2 separate regions of the Zea mays genome follow, and region 2 is linked to region 1. The links are chromatin contacts, called in public Hi-C maps. All regions are on one chromosome and are shown on one strand. Each heading gives the region's core, a stretch centred on a gene start, on an enhancer-like site or on the middle of the called end of the contact. The rest is flanking DNA. Distances are from core to core; before and after follow the strand shown.

Region 1 (7,433 bases), core at 2,697-5,196:
GCCCTTTACTGATCAGGGGTTCGAAGGCTGGCCCCTCGGAAGGGTTCGACAGCCGCCCTAGAGCACGCAGAGTCAGGGATGACCCTGGGTACGTCCGTTACATGGCCGAGGCTCGGGCTACGCTCCCGAGGTACCCTAGGACATTTCCGAGACCAGCGGGAACAATTTTGTAACGGAATCCCACCGGAGGGAGGCATCGAGCCCTCGGACCCTATCGAATGGGTCCGGGTTCGGCAAATCACCTGCAGGTACTTTTGGAGCGCGCCTCTGGGCCACTAGCCGACCCTTATCGAACGGGGCTCGGGAGTCCACTCGGATCACCCGCTAGCAACTCACTGGAAACACCATGTTCGGTGCCCTCCGAGGGTAACATGGCGCTTCCCCCCCCCTTCCTCCTTGCGAAAAGGCGACGAAGGGGCGTACAATAAAAGTCGAGACGGTCTTTGATCGTCCTCTCGCTCCGTGCAGAGGCTCGAGGGCTGCTCTCGCACCAGGCTACGGTCGAACTGTTGACCACGTCAACAAACCAGCGTGAAAACTCGGCGCCTGACTGTGCACCCGGGCTACGACCAGGCCGCATGAGGGAACAACAAGGCCGACCGAGGCATCGCAAAAAGAATTAAGACCTCAGAGGAGTCAAACCACTCCTCCGAGGCCTCGAGGGCTACACCCGACGGGTGCGCTCGCGCGCACCCATCGGAACCAAACATAACCGGAAGAGGCCAGTCCCCTTGCAAAAATCCGGCAGAACCTCCAAGTGAGTGCCCACACTCCCTTTGAGGCTCGGGGCTACTGTCGGGTACCGTAATTAGGGGTACCCCCAATACTCCTAAACGCGACCGGAAAACATCTTCAGAACAAACCATAAACAGCTGATAAAGCGCGGTTCAAGTCAAGGCCACGACTACCAAGGGACGCGACCTCATCCGAGCCTAGCCTCGGCCTTGGGCGGGAACAGTAGTCCCGGGCGGATTCACGCCTCGCCCGAGGGCCTCCTCAGGCAGTGAGCGCACCCTCGGCTCGCCTGAAGCCCAGCTTGGGCAGACTTTGTCGTGCAGCGACCTCGGCCGGATCACCCTCCCAACCGACCGTATCGCATGTGCATTCAATGTAGGGATCGCCTGACACCTTATCCTGACACGCGTGCCTCAGTCGGCAAGGTCGAAGTGACCGCAGTCACTTCGCCCCTTTACTGACCATTCTGATAGGAAAACAGCACTGTACGCCCCGCTCCGGCTGCGGTGCCAACCACCAGGGTAAAGCTGAGTCACGATCTTCCACGAGTTCGGCCTCGGGCGCAACAGGGAGCTCTGCCTCGCCCGACCTCAGGCCTCGGCCTCAGCCTCGACCTTGGGAGAAGGTCTCCGCCTCGCCCGACCTCAGGCCTCGGCCTCAGCCTCGGCCTCGGGAGAAGGTCTCCGCCTCGCCCGACCCCAGGCCTCGGCCTCGGCCTCGGGAGGAGTCACATCCTCGCCCGACCTCGGCCTCGGCCTCAGGAGAAGTCTCCGCCTCGCCCGATCTCAGCCTCGGACCAACTACGCTACAGGGGATGCATCATTACCCTACTCCTAGCTAGCTGCCTCAGGCTATGAAGGAACAAAACCAGTGTCCCATGTAAGGTTACTCCGGCAACAGGTAATGATGGTTCCCCGCGTGCGCCCATGACGTCGGTTGCTCTCAAACCCCCTATGGAAGCCAGCAAACGTTAGCAGGATCCATGCCGCGCCGACAGCTGTGCTTCTACAGGGCTCAAGGCACTTCTCCGACGGCCACGTTAGCTCGTGTACAGGGCTCAAGGCACTTCCCCGCCAGCCACGTTAGCACATAGCTACACCCCGTTGTACAGTTGGACATCTCCTTGTATCTATAAAAAGGGATGTCCAGGGCCTTCCTAAGGGGGGGTTCACGTTCAGGTCCATATGCTGAGATGCATTCACGTTGACGCAGGACGTGGACATAGGGGGAACGCAGGGACACGGGGCAGACGAGACAGGCGGAGACGGACGCACGCAGGGACTCTCCCTCTCGCTCTCGCTCTCGCCCTCGCTCTCTCGCGACGCTTGTAACCCCTACTACGAGCACCCCGGTACAAGATAATATAAGCCTCATTCCTCCGCTTGTGTTCTATCTTGCATCAACCCATCTGGGCAGGGACACGCAGCAATAAATTCACTGGTCGGTTGACGGTCCTCGCGGGTCCGAAATGCCGACACAGTTGTTCCGTAATAATACATGAACCATGTTTATATACTTATTATATTTATATGATTCATATGCTTTGTGTTCTCATGATCCATATTGTTATGGATATATTTGAGATCACGATTTCTATGATTAATTATTGGTTATATGTCATCATCATAATGTTAATTTATGGAATTAAAATGATATGAAAAATGCCTATAATTCTGACAAATTATTGTCAGAATTTTTGTTAATTGTAATTGATACTATACTAATTCGATGTTATATGATTTTATATTTTTCTCTATAATTTTTGTTAATCATAAGATGCTCTAAGTCTAAAAAGAATAAGTAAGTTATAATTTGAGATAGCGAGGGTACTGTTTAAAGGAATGTCTCTAGATGGCAAAACTAATCCGCATGCTAGCACCAGTTGTGCACCATATCACGCCATTCTGAACTACTACTTTCATATAAAAAAATCTTGCTTTGTAAGTTGATAAATAATTATAACTTTTGCCACCACTTAGAGCATCTCCAACATCAAATCCTAAAATAGTCTTAAAATTTGAAATATTACTGTATTTAGAGCGTTTAGGTTCTCAAAAGCAATGTTGACTACAACGGTCAGGCCTACATCGTGCTATTTAGGAAATAAATCATATTATTAAAAATAAATGGTTGAAGATTAAATGGTAATGAGAATGTGACTCTAGTATATGGGGTACAATATTTAGGACCCGAGAGACGGAGCTCTATAAATGCTTGATGAAATTTTATAAAATATGACCGATGTTGGAAGGGTGTTTTGTGGTTTTAAGCCCGACTTATTCGCTGCGCTTTAATCTGGCGGTGGCTTATACAATATTTTAAGTATGAACAAGTCGGGCTATGCGGTATGACGGATGTACTGCATCGATTTCTATGCATAGTACCTCTAGTTTATTTCGCCATACAATGAAACTAGGGCATCATTAGTTATTTTCGTATATATTTGGTTAAATATTGATCGGCTCATCCAATAACCGGAACTATACTTTTTCAAGAGATGCGGAGAGTAGAAATCTAGCGACTTCACCAGGGCCCACTGATCGGTGAGGAATGTCATCCGTACATAGCAAGTGCCTGTGTGGGGCTAGTGATGAATATTGGTGGCCGGGTCTTTTCCAGGGAGATAAAGCAGTGGTGGCGGGCCCACAGACCTCCCTACGTGTTCCATCTTCCAGTCCCCACCATAAAGCGCTGCACACTCCGCGAGCTCTCATTTGTCCACTTCTCCTTCTCCTCCTCGTGGTCTCGCCCAACTTCTCCTGCATAGCTAACCCCCAGGAACCGACATTTGGGCCAACGAGAATGCCTAGTCCCACACGTCAGTAAGAGTGAACCTTTACGTACGTGTCTTCGAAGTATAGGCTCCCTTGCACTCTACGGGTGGGACAGCAGGTAGGACACGTCGCCGCCTCGCCCCTATCCTGGCGAGTGGGGTAGGTCAGATGGGTCCACATGGCAGCGAGCGGGATGATGAGAGGTGGGGTTTGATTTTTCTCGCGTTTGCGTGCCAGGACAACCATTGGCGCGGCGTGCCCAATCGGGCCGCGGCCTTTCACGTGCCTACCGCTGCGGTGAGCCGCCACGTGGTGGCTCGCAGCCGGCCAATGATAGCGCACTGCGCGCCTCGGCCTCTCCACACGTACGTGTCCCGACGCGTGTCCCTTCGCCTCCCCAGGCGCTGTATTAAAGCGCCGGGCCTCAAGCCGCACCCGGGTCGTCGGCGTCCTGGTGGTGGTCGTATCTTATCTCTCTCACTGCCATAGTGCCATCGTGCGAGCGGCGAGAAAGTAGAAGGAAGTGTGTCGTACTCGTACTCATACCGGGTTGGTTGGTTTTTGAGACGTGTGCGGTCGGGAGAGGGGATGGAGAGAAAGGGAGGGTGCTGCCTCGCGCCGAGGTACGCCGCCACCGCGGCCGCGCAGCAGGCAGGCGCGGCCTGGCAGATGGGGAGGATCATGCTCAAGTTCCGCCCGATTGCGCCTAAGCCGGCGGCCATGGCGCCCGCGCCGGCACCGGCATCGGCACCGGTGACCGGATCAGCCGCCGGTGCCGGGAGAGGGAAGCGAAAGGCCGCGTGCGGAGGCGGCGGGAGGAGGGGCCGGAAGCCCAAGAAGGCGGCCAAAGTTGCGATGGTGACTGCAGCGCCTGCGGCGACGGCGGCGGCGCAAGATGTGGGCGACTGCCGGGAGCACTGCGACAAGGAGAAGTCGTCTTCGTCGCCGTCCTCGTCCTCGTCGGGGACGTCATCCGTGGACTCGTCGCCGCCACCCCGGCCGCAGCAGCGCCAGCTCGCAACGCTGCCGCTCATGCCCGTGACGGCGGCGGAGGATAAGGCCGCTGCTTGTCCTGCGACAGTGGGGCCGGAGCTCGTGCCGTCTCAGGTGGCTACGGCGGCACGGCCGTTGGCTCCGCGCGCGATGCGCCCCGCTGCTGCTGCAGCTTACTTGGTGACGGTGGAAGAGGTGACCGCGACGTGGCGCGACGGCGAGGCGCCGGCCTCCGCGACGGGCCACGACGAGGCCCCGGCGTTCGTGTCGGACCAGTGGGGCCGCGTCACGTTGTGGAACGCCGCGTTTGTCCGCGCTGCATCCGCGGACGACGGCGACGAGGCGGCGGCGCCCGTGGTGCTCGGCGGTGCCCTCCCGGCGTGGGGCACCTGCGCGGGATTCACGTGCCGCGTCCGCGCCCGGCACTGGAGCGCCCGGCGCGTCGGTTCCCCCGTGGTGGCGCCCTGCGATGTGTGGCGTCTGGACGCCGCCGGCAGCTACCTTTGGCGGCTGGACCTGCAGGCCGCGCTCACTCTCGGCGGCTGCCTGTGAACCGTACACCACTGTCAAGAGCAAGCAACGAATATGCTGTGCTACTCCTCTACGTGCGGAGACGTGTTGTATTTTATTCTATGAGCGTTATTTACTGACGTAAGGTATGGTTTAATCGACGGATTGCTATCCTGGTCGGGCTTAATTAAGGACGTTGAAGCCTGGTAAGGTATACTAACTTAGCGTCCTTCGGAATGGGAGTGAGTTGGGAGGACTTGAAAATGTAAGAAGAAGAAAACAAAGCATGTGATGGATGCTTCTGGATGTGCAAGCTCAGTCTTCATTCTTCAGCAGCGCGGAAATTGGCTCTAATAACATTGGTTTATGTTGACAGTGCTAGCGAGGACAATGAGTCATTCGATGTGAAATAATACCATCTGTTCTTTATGATAGTCTATTTAGTATAATATGATGGCATGCCCTCTTAGGCAGTAGCCGGCCAGCATTTGAAACATGGTACTTCGTTTTATTTAAAAAATAATAAGTTATTATTTATTATTTATTTGTTTTATCATTTAAGGTAGTTTATATTTAACTTAAAATTTATATTTTTTTAATAAATATTTTGAATAATATAACTGGTCAAAGTTTTTGATAAAAAATCAACGATGTCATATATTTATGAAAGAAGATAGTATTTAAAATTACTAAGGACTAATTTGAAAGCTCCATTGTTTTAAGAAATTTTTATTTTCCTTATAAAATGAACAAATTTTTCTTAAAAATGCGGTTCCCAAATTAACTCTAAGAGATAAAATAATTAGCATATATAATATCTATAAAGTCTTAACATATTCATATTCACGTATCAACTACTTTATAACTGGTAAAAAATGGAATTATTTTTTATTTTTTATAGAAATCTTGGGTATTCATTTGAATATGCTTGTCACTATATTGGGCCCGCCTCTCCTCTTGGGGCCTCTTGGTCCATTTTTTATAGTCTAAGGAGGAGTGCGGTTACATGTTTAAGTCAGTTACATGACACAAGTCTAGGTCGGTTAAGAGATATAAACAGTAACCAACCTAAACTAAGCAAGTATAGATCAGTTAAGAGATATGAACAGTAAGAAGCCTAGACTTAGCCTATCCTGAATTATCAGGGATCATATACTTATGGGTGCATGAATTGCTATATTTATAAGATACCAGTCTTATTTCCCAATCTGGTCAGATCTTGCCATCTTCATTATCTTAAGGTTTCCTTGTCGATGAGGACAACTTGTTACATGGGCTAAGTCCCTGGATTACTCCCCATGCTCCAGGGATGACTTGTCAGTCTTCTTTATTCGATGATTGAAGGATAATACTAGTATATTTCTTTAACATAGCCCCTCTCAAGTCTTATTTGACTAGGTTATTAGCTCAGAGAGATAAGACTTCGCTTGATTCTTCTTTCATAGCTTGATTGTGCTACAACCAAGTTGTTCTACCTTTTAGCTGAGTCCCCATTGTCGTCTCTTAGCCCCCAAGCCCTTGAACTCGAGATTTCACTAATGAAGTCTTGGTTAGTTTATCTGTAGGGGCCAATGTTGCCAAAGGTACTTTGACTAGTTACATCACATGATCACCTTAAAGGTGTGGGGAAAAGCTATGTCGAAGATCACTCATTTAAACTTTTTACTTTGGCACAAATTAGTGTATTTCAGGAATCTCTACTGATGGACGAAGCGAATCTTCGGACAGTAAGGCATGCAGAGAAGCTTCTCACATACATGCGAGTGGAAGAATGTTAGCCAAAACTGATAGCTTTGGCGACAAAAGAAAGGCTTTGGGTGCGAGCCAAAGGAGAAGGTGACGAAGTCTTGAACATGCGCAACCGAAGCTGAAGAAAATATGCTACTTCCCTAATGGCATTTGTAAACAGTGAAGGGCACAATTGTAATCCTATATTAGGTCGGTTTGTCTCCCCTATAAATAGATGAACAATATCCCATATAAAGTACCTTGAACCAGGTGCTACAGCTTCGTCTAGATCAACCTCTGAAACACCTTCGTGCTATCTTGCATCAAGAAGCCGAAGGTATGATTGTAAACTTGTATGAGAAGAGAAATAAAATGATAAGGCACATGAGATGAGTTCTCATATCTTCGTCTTACTTCGTGTATTCCATTCAATTATACTCTACCTTAGTCCTTGAATCGTTATCTCGAAGAGATAACACTCCAAGGACGAAGGTGTCTACTTTTTAACATTGTGTTGCCTTGTTTTTGATTCCATACGACAATTGAAAACAAGTGACCAACATTACCAGACTATCACTTTAGATTCTGAAAAATTGAGTCGCTTTAGCTTCCTCATCAGCTTCAGAATAGATCTTTGTGCTTCTGCATTCGCAGATTCATGGCGCTTCATCTTCGGTAATGGGCTCAAATAGG
Region 2 (7,433 bases), core at 1,238-3,737, 130 kb before region 1:
TGCATTGTGTTGTTTTTATTTAAGCCTTTTTTTAATGTTATCAGAACAAACATCTCTAATGATATATCTGTACTGTTGCTACATGCAGCCTGCATTTGATTTGAATTTGCTAGAAGATACCACCCATCAGGTATATGTGTTATTCTGTAAGATCGCTCTTGAGGTATTTAGTAATGATAAACCTTTGTTTTTAAAAGGTTTACATGCATTATGCAGATTACTTCTCTGGCAAATCCATGTCTCTTCGGTTCCAACGAGGTACACTATGTTAATAGATATAATGGTTGGAACATGTAAAACATATATGGTTTTCCTTGTCTATTATCTAGTAAGTACGCCTTTATTTTGGTTAAGTTTTTTTTGTTATTGCCCTGCAAATTATTTTTTTTGAGACATGGTCATTGAACTCAAAAAGAATATTTTGGAAAAATTCGCTAGATGCCATTGGATTTTATATTCATCCCTTGTGTGCTATTAAATGACATTTATGGGATATTTTTTTTCCAGATAAGTGCAGTATTACCCAATAATGTTTGCTTTCCTCTCTTTTTTTTTCCAGATAAATTTTGGCTGTTGTACAGTGGACATTCTGAAACAGCTCAGTGGCCAAGAAATTTCTCGCAAGCCACCTGGCGGAAAGCCTGGAGACAGGATTGGTAGACTTGCCTCACACATACTAAAGCAGCAAAGGTGATTCCATCTGGCTTTGTCACGTTGTACCACCGGGGACAGATCGTGCGCAGTTGTTAAGTTCTGATGTAGCGCTCGCTCTTCCTACAGTTACTACCCTCTATATCCTCCTGCCCCCGGTGTGCCGTTAGACTTGTCACTCGCTAAGGAAGCGCTGGAGATCCCATCAGCGCCAGATGTTCTCCTCCTTCCTTCTGATCTCGCACCATTTGTGAAGGTAAACAACAAATTTGCAGCGCAGTACAGGGCAGCGCATCTCTTGTAGAATTCTAATTGATATCAGTCAATATATATCGTTCGAATCCTGCCCACCCGTGAGCTCGTTGTTCAGAAGCCAAGTGCATCCACATGTCTGTCGTTTATAATAAAGTCACTTCCTTTACTTCTGAATGGGGTGATGCTAAACAGGTACTATGTTTGCGCAGGTGCTCTCCCTTGGAGAAGGTAGCGACGACGACAGACGGTTTATCTGTGTGAACCCTGGGAGGTTGGCGAAGGGTATTGGCGGGGGCACATTTGTGGAGCTTTACTACAACGAGGGCATCGACAAGACCAATGCCTCCATCATCCGCATATAGGATCGCTGAAACTAGGGTGCGCCGCAGAAAATCACGTACGTAGTTTTTGAGCTCGGAAAATCCATCTCAGCGTTTGTTATCCCAGGAAGTGTTGCTTAACATGTGGCATCTCCGCTGCAACCGAGTACCTGGACTGAAATGTTCATGTTATCGTCAACTAACAACTGACCTGGTTTACTTCAGGCCCTACTGTATAATTACAGGAATTGGTTGGTCCATCTTTGCTGTTTTCCACAGCATTCTTATGGTAAAATTATTACTGGGAGTTTGTTGTCCAGATTAAGCTGTAATGCGCCATACAACTTCCCCGAATACTGGAATATGAAGTGATTGATGAACCTAAACTTTGGGAGACAAAAATGTGATGAACAAAGGCAGCCTGTCACCCACCGTAGTACGATGCCATGCACGTATATTTTATACATCAGTATATATGTTGAAAAATAACATACACCTCACAGAAGTTGGACAGCTTATATTCCTATAATATTACTTCCCAGTAGCGGAGGGCAAAGAAAAAAAAAGAGGTAGGATGAAAGCTAAAAATACTTGGTCAATGCTAAAAATGGTTGATTTACCAGAAGCACAAGAATATCGACCTACCGGCCTACGTACGCGGGTAGCTCGATCGATCGGTGGCTCCCGTGAATTGCCTTCCAGCATACTAGGGGTCTGTTTGGTTGGGCTGTGGCTGTGGAAAAAGTTGCTGTGGGCTGTGAGCTGTGGAAAAAGCTGCTATAGGCTGTGTGCTGTTAAAAAGCTAAAAATCGTTTGGTGGAAACCACTAAAATTCGTTAAAAGTTCTTCGATATATGTTTTCACAGTTCCATCCAAAAGCCACTAAAAGCAGGTCCGGGGGTGCTTTCAGTTTTGCACTACGAGAAAGTCGGCTTTTAGAAAAAGCTGCTTCCTGGATCCAGCCCTTTGGTTGGCTTTTGGCTTTTAGGGGGTAAAAGCCAAAGCCAAAAGCCAAACCAAACACACCCTAGTACGTGATACGTGGCCGTCGCGGCCGGGATCCAGGGTGCACGCTTGCAGGGTTAGTATAAAAAATATATATTGTACTACCAAAGGTGACCTGCAACGTCCACCATCACCTTCACCGTACCAGTTACCACCCTGCCCAATTGATCTCCCAAGTGGCCTAGTCCCTAGACCGCAGGTGGCACGGGCCCACCTCGCGTCGACCAGACGGCCAGACCACTGCGAATCTGCGATGCGACCCACCCGCCGGCGCCAGCATCCAATCCATTCGCTCCTCGCAGCACAGCTGCACAGCAGCGAGACTGCCTCTACGGCGCCAGCCAGCGATGACGTCAGACGCGATCGCGCAGCGCGATTTGGGCCGGGCGGGCGACCGGCCACGCGTCCCACCGGTGTCCCGCGCATAGGGTCCAAGCCCAATCCTTTCTCCGTGTTACAAAATGTTTGACAGGTGATCAATCCCAACTGGTGGCAGTTATTGCCTAAGGGTCACACTCCTTGGGGACCCTGTGTACTACACTATATATACATCTATCTCTGCAATAAAGAATCAATCCGCTGTCATTTGTCTCTGTCCTCTCCATTTTGCCACTGAGCACTGCAATAGAGCGCAACACGTTATCAGCACTGTCTCAAGGGAGAAATCAGAGAAGGGGAAAAGGAAGAACACGCTGTTCTTGACAAGAACAGCAAGATCGATCTGCACATCAACAACAAGGTATGGAACATACCGTTTCCATGCGCATACGCCGTATGCGCGAAGTTCTTCATATTGTTGATGATGCGATGTTGGAAGCGTTCACCGTTGGGCAAGCCGCAGCGCTTCCACCGGTGCACGCGATCCCTGAACGCCGTGTGCAAGTGCAAAATGTGCACTTCTGCGTCATCCATGGATGGACAGCGGTGGTTCCGCTGCCGGTGGTGGAGTGTGGACTCCCCACTGCATCCCCATCGCCACCGGTGCCGGTGGTTGACGTGGGATCGTCTGCATCCGCTCCTATGGACGTCGATTTGGAGGCACCGCCGCCGCCTCCACCCACTGCAGAGGCAGTTACTCGCCGTTCTTCATCTCCACCGGCGCCCATGGTCATCGGGACCATCGCTGCCCGTCGAGGACAGCCTGCTCGCGCTGTTGATGCCCCGAGAGGCCGCATCATCTTCACCGGCCATCACCCAAATGGGGTGGCCCCATCTTCCTCCTCCAATCGGAGGGCCTAACGGCCCTCGATCTGGCCGCCACGTCGGCCATATGGGGGGAGGGGATGGGGTGAGGCGCGGCAAGCCCTGGTGCGGGCGCGCCCTGCAGTGGCATGGCCGGCGCTCTGCGCATCAAAGCCAGTGCTCGGCGCGGCACTTGGCTGGTCGGCCAGGCGCACACGCCCTGGCGCTCGGCGCGGGCACGGCTCCCGACCTGGCGCCCGGCCAGGCGGCTGGCAGAGCGCGAGCCTGGCGCGGCCCGACAGCGGCGCTCGGCGTGGCCTCCACGGCGGCTGGCTTGGCGGCTGGCTCCTGGGAGCGCTCGGTGCGGCTCCCCACCAGGCGCCCGGCGCGGCCTCCTCCAGGGGCGAGGGCGCGAAGGCCTGGCGCGGTGCACACGAGGCGCGCGCGCGGCTCCACGGGCCGGCGAGGGCGCTCGACGCGGACCCACAGACCGCGGTCCTGGGCGCTGGCGGCTTCGGTCCTGGGCGCTGGCGGCTTCGGCCCCCTGGGCGACGGCGGAATGGCCAGGGACCTCCTGGCGGCGGCGGCTGGGAAGGCCCCTGTGGGCGACGGCGGCTGGGGGCGGTTAGGGTTGGAAACCCTAGCCGCCCCAATATAATATAGGCTTTTGGGCCCCTGTTGGGCCACCTGGGCCGGTCAGCCAGGCTGGGCCGGCGTGCTGGCCACCAGGCCGCTGCCAGGCCCGCCTGGCAGGCCGCCTGGGCTGGTTTTCAGGGGCAAAAATGGCCTATTTTACCATTTTAATTTCTGAATTTCTGTATAAAACTCTGTTTTATATGTATTTTCAGTTCAAAGTTATCTTAGGCGTCTAAATTCGTGATTTAGACTGCATATATTGTAAAGACATATCTGTTTTATTGTAAATATAGCAGATTTTAGTTCGTGAATTATTGTTTGTTTTACATTAATAATTCACATATCTCTACTTGCTATTATTTACGCATTCATTTATGTTTGCATATAAAGATAGCATTTATTAAGTTCAGACTTAATAAAACTCATGCAAAAAATGAAATTACATTATTTTGGATTAAGAGCATAGGGAGATAGAGTCCTAAGCATTGGCTGCACTAAATTCTTTATAGAATTTAGTAGCCCAGAGACCGTGCTTGTGGCAGCATTTGGAATGCCTATCTCTATGAGGTCTACATCCCTCGGGATGATTACCTATACGTGCTATCCAAAATAACAGGATATGGAGTTATTGAATTTTACTTTGATAATTAGTAGAGCATGGGTAGTGGAGACCTAAGCATTGGCTGCGGTTTGTTCATTTATGAACTTATCTGCCTAGAGACCATGCTTTTAGGCAGCAAGTTTCTTGCCCACTACTAGATCTACCTCATTAATTTGAGGATTATCTATACTATGCTTACTAAAATTCAAAGTATTTATTCAATTGGAAGGTTTGGAACCTTCAGGCAACTCATATCACATGTAAGAGTTATTGAATTTTACTTTGATAATTAGTAGAGCATGTGTAGTGGAGACCTAAGCATTGGCTGTGGTTTGTTCATCCGTGAACTTATCAGCCCAGAGACCGTGCTTTTAGGCAGCAAGTTTCTTGCCCACTACTAGATCTACCTCATTAATTTGAGGATTATCTATACTATGCTTACTAAAATTCAAAGTATTTATTCAATGGGAAGGTTTGGAACCTTCAAGAAACTCGTTACATATGTAATTTTGCATATTGAGCTTACAACATCACCATTGTGACTATTAATTTATGCGTAAATTAATGGATGTCCATGGTCATGACTGTAGGAACATGTCAACCAAAGAGTTCGAGGAACTCGCCCTTGATGGGCATAACTACCCAACTTGGGCTTCAGATATTGAAATAACTTTTGCTTCTCGTGGGATCATTGATGCAATAGCAGCACCCATCACTGGTACTGATCCAGTGAATGATGTTAAAAAGAACACAGCACTTTTCCTTCTGAGGCTTTACATCCATAAGGACCTTAAGCAAGAGTACCTTATGGAGAGATGCCCTCATAACTTGTGGAAATCTCTCAAAGAGCGCTATGAACAGCAAAAGGAGCTCATATGGCCGTCAGCCAACCATGAGTGGAACCACCTTCGTCTGCAAGATTTTAAATCTGTTGCAGAATATAACCATGCTCTTCATAGCATTTGTTCTAAATTGAAATTTTGTGAGAAAGAGCCCACTGAAGCAGACAAGATAGAGAAGACTCTATCTACCATGCTTCCAGAGGACAGGATATTGCATCAGCAGTATCGCTCTAGTAATTTCCAGAGATATTCTCAACTCATGCACACATTGACCCAAGCAGAAAAGCATCATGAGCTTCTTCTAAAGAATGCTCAGCAGCGCCCTCCTGGGTCTGCCCCTCTGCCAGAGGTACATTTCAATGTGCATAAGACTGAGAATAAGAAAGGATTCAAGAAAAACTTCAAGAATCCTCCTGGACCTCACAAATTCAAGAAGAACAAATTCCACAAGAAAGGTAAAGGAAAAGGAAAAGGAAATGGCAAGCCTCTACCATCTAAGGGCAACAGAGCTTGCCTTAAATGTGGTACTGAGGGCCATTTTGCTAGGGACTGCACTTGCCCTAAGCACCTTGTTCTGTTGTATCAACAATCCCTAAAGAAGCCAAAGTCTGATAAGCCTGGTTTTGAGGCTCATTTCAATTCTACTGAAGCACCAATTGAGGTTGGAAGTTCTTCACTGGCTTCTGGTGACCTGAAGAACACTCTTGCTAAAGAGCACCTCAATGGGGTTGACAACAAGCCTCCACTTCTGCAAGAAGATGAATCTGATGATATGATCATTGAGTATATGTCAAAGGATCCATTTGGAGATTTGGCATAAATCTCTCATGCTTGGAGATTTGATCATGATCACCGTGGCTTGTGTGGTTGTTCTATACTGTCTTTATAATGTTGTTGTAATAAGTAGAGGTATACAATCTCATGTGTTGAGATGTAACACACTCTACAAGACCAGTGTTGGGTCCTGTGTGTAATGCGAACTCATTGGATGAGTCGCCATACCATTATTGTAATATTGTTTCGACATTGTGATATTTAAATATCATGTTATGTATAGTACTAAGTTGCATCACACAAATTCTTATTCAGAATTTTTATTTATGTATAGATGCATAATGATGACAACTCGACGGAAGAGGAATTATGCCTTGTGGACAGTTGTACCACAAACTCTATACTTAGGGAGATCAAATACTTTCAGACTCTTAAGAAAAGAGATGGGAAAGTTTTGACCATCGCCGGACGCGATGCTGTGATAGTTGGCTCTGGTCGAGCAACTATTACACTCCCCATGGGTACTGAAATTGTGATCGAGGATGCATTATTGTATCCTGATTCTACACGTACCCTCCTAAGTTTTAGAGATATCCGGCAAAATGGATTTCATATTGAAACCCATGATGAAAATCAAGAAGAGTTTCTCTTCTTGACCAAGCCGAATAAATATGGCAAGCGCATATGCGAGAAAATTCCATCACTCACGTCAGGGTTGTACTATACATATATTAAAAGCAATGCACATGTTGCATACAAGGTAATTTTCCAAGATGTTGATGCATTCCAAATTTGGCATGATCGACTTGGTCATCCTGGCGTAGGGATGATGAGGAAAATTACAGGCAATTCAATTGGCCATAATCTGCCCACAACAAGTTTTCCCAAATCTCAGGATTTTGTTTGCACCGCATGTGCAACTGGGAAACTTATTTTGAGACCATCATATCTCAAAATTAAAGCTGAACCGCTTAAATTCCTTGAAAGGATTCAAGGAGATATTTGTGGGCCCATTATGCCAACTTCTGGGCCGTTCAGGTATTTCATGGTACTGATTGACGCATCTACTAGATGGTCACATGTGTGTTTACTATCAACACGCAACCATGCATTTGCCAAGATAATGTCTCAAATTATCAAGTTAAAGGCAAATTTTCCTGAACATCG

Evidence for each region. Hi-C and Micro-C count contacts between places; a contact is called where the count stands out from the background.
Region 2: a Hi-C map of leaf shows a contact between it and region 1, with 4 times the contacts expected there. The contact joins the enhancer-like site here to the promoter of LOC100277012 in region 1. A contact is called at or near these places in 2 of 25 Hi-C or Micro-C datasets (endosperm and leaf).

What each region holds. Positions count from the first base shown.
Region 1 is chr10:21,820,032-21,827,464 of Zm-B73-REFERENCE-NAM-5.0, reverse strand. It overlaps LOC100277012, which reads left to right and starts at 3,946. Exons shown (of 1, transcript NM_001150686.2): 1 at 3,946-5,338. The coding sequence starts at 4,098. The coding sequence ends at 5,054.
Region 2 is chr10:21,949,570-21,957,002 of Zm-B73-REFERENCE-NAM-5.0, reverse strand. It overlaps LOC100191506, which reads left to right. Exons shown (of 16, transcript NM_001136938.1): 12 at 89-130; 13 at 217-258; 14 at 560-690; 15 at 781-907; 16 at 1,116-1,532. The coding sequence ends at 1,268. Among protein-coding and RNA genes, the nearest start is that of LOC100191506, 19 kb to the left of the region's middle. Within about 2 kb of position 2,487, at least 17 of the 20 cell types and tissues checked have an H3K27ac peak or open chromatin away from gene starts, as enhancers often do. A contact at or near this core is called in endosperm and leaf, where this site is marked.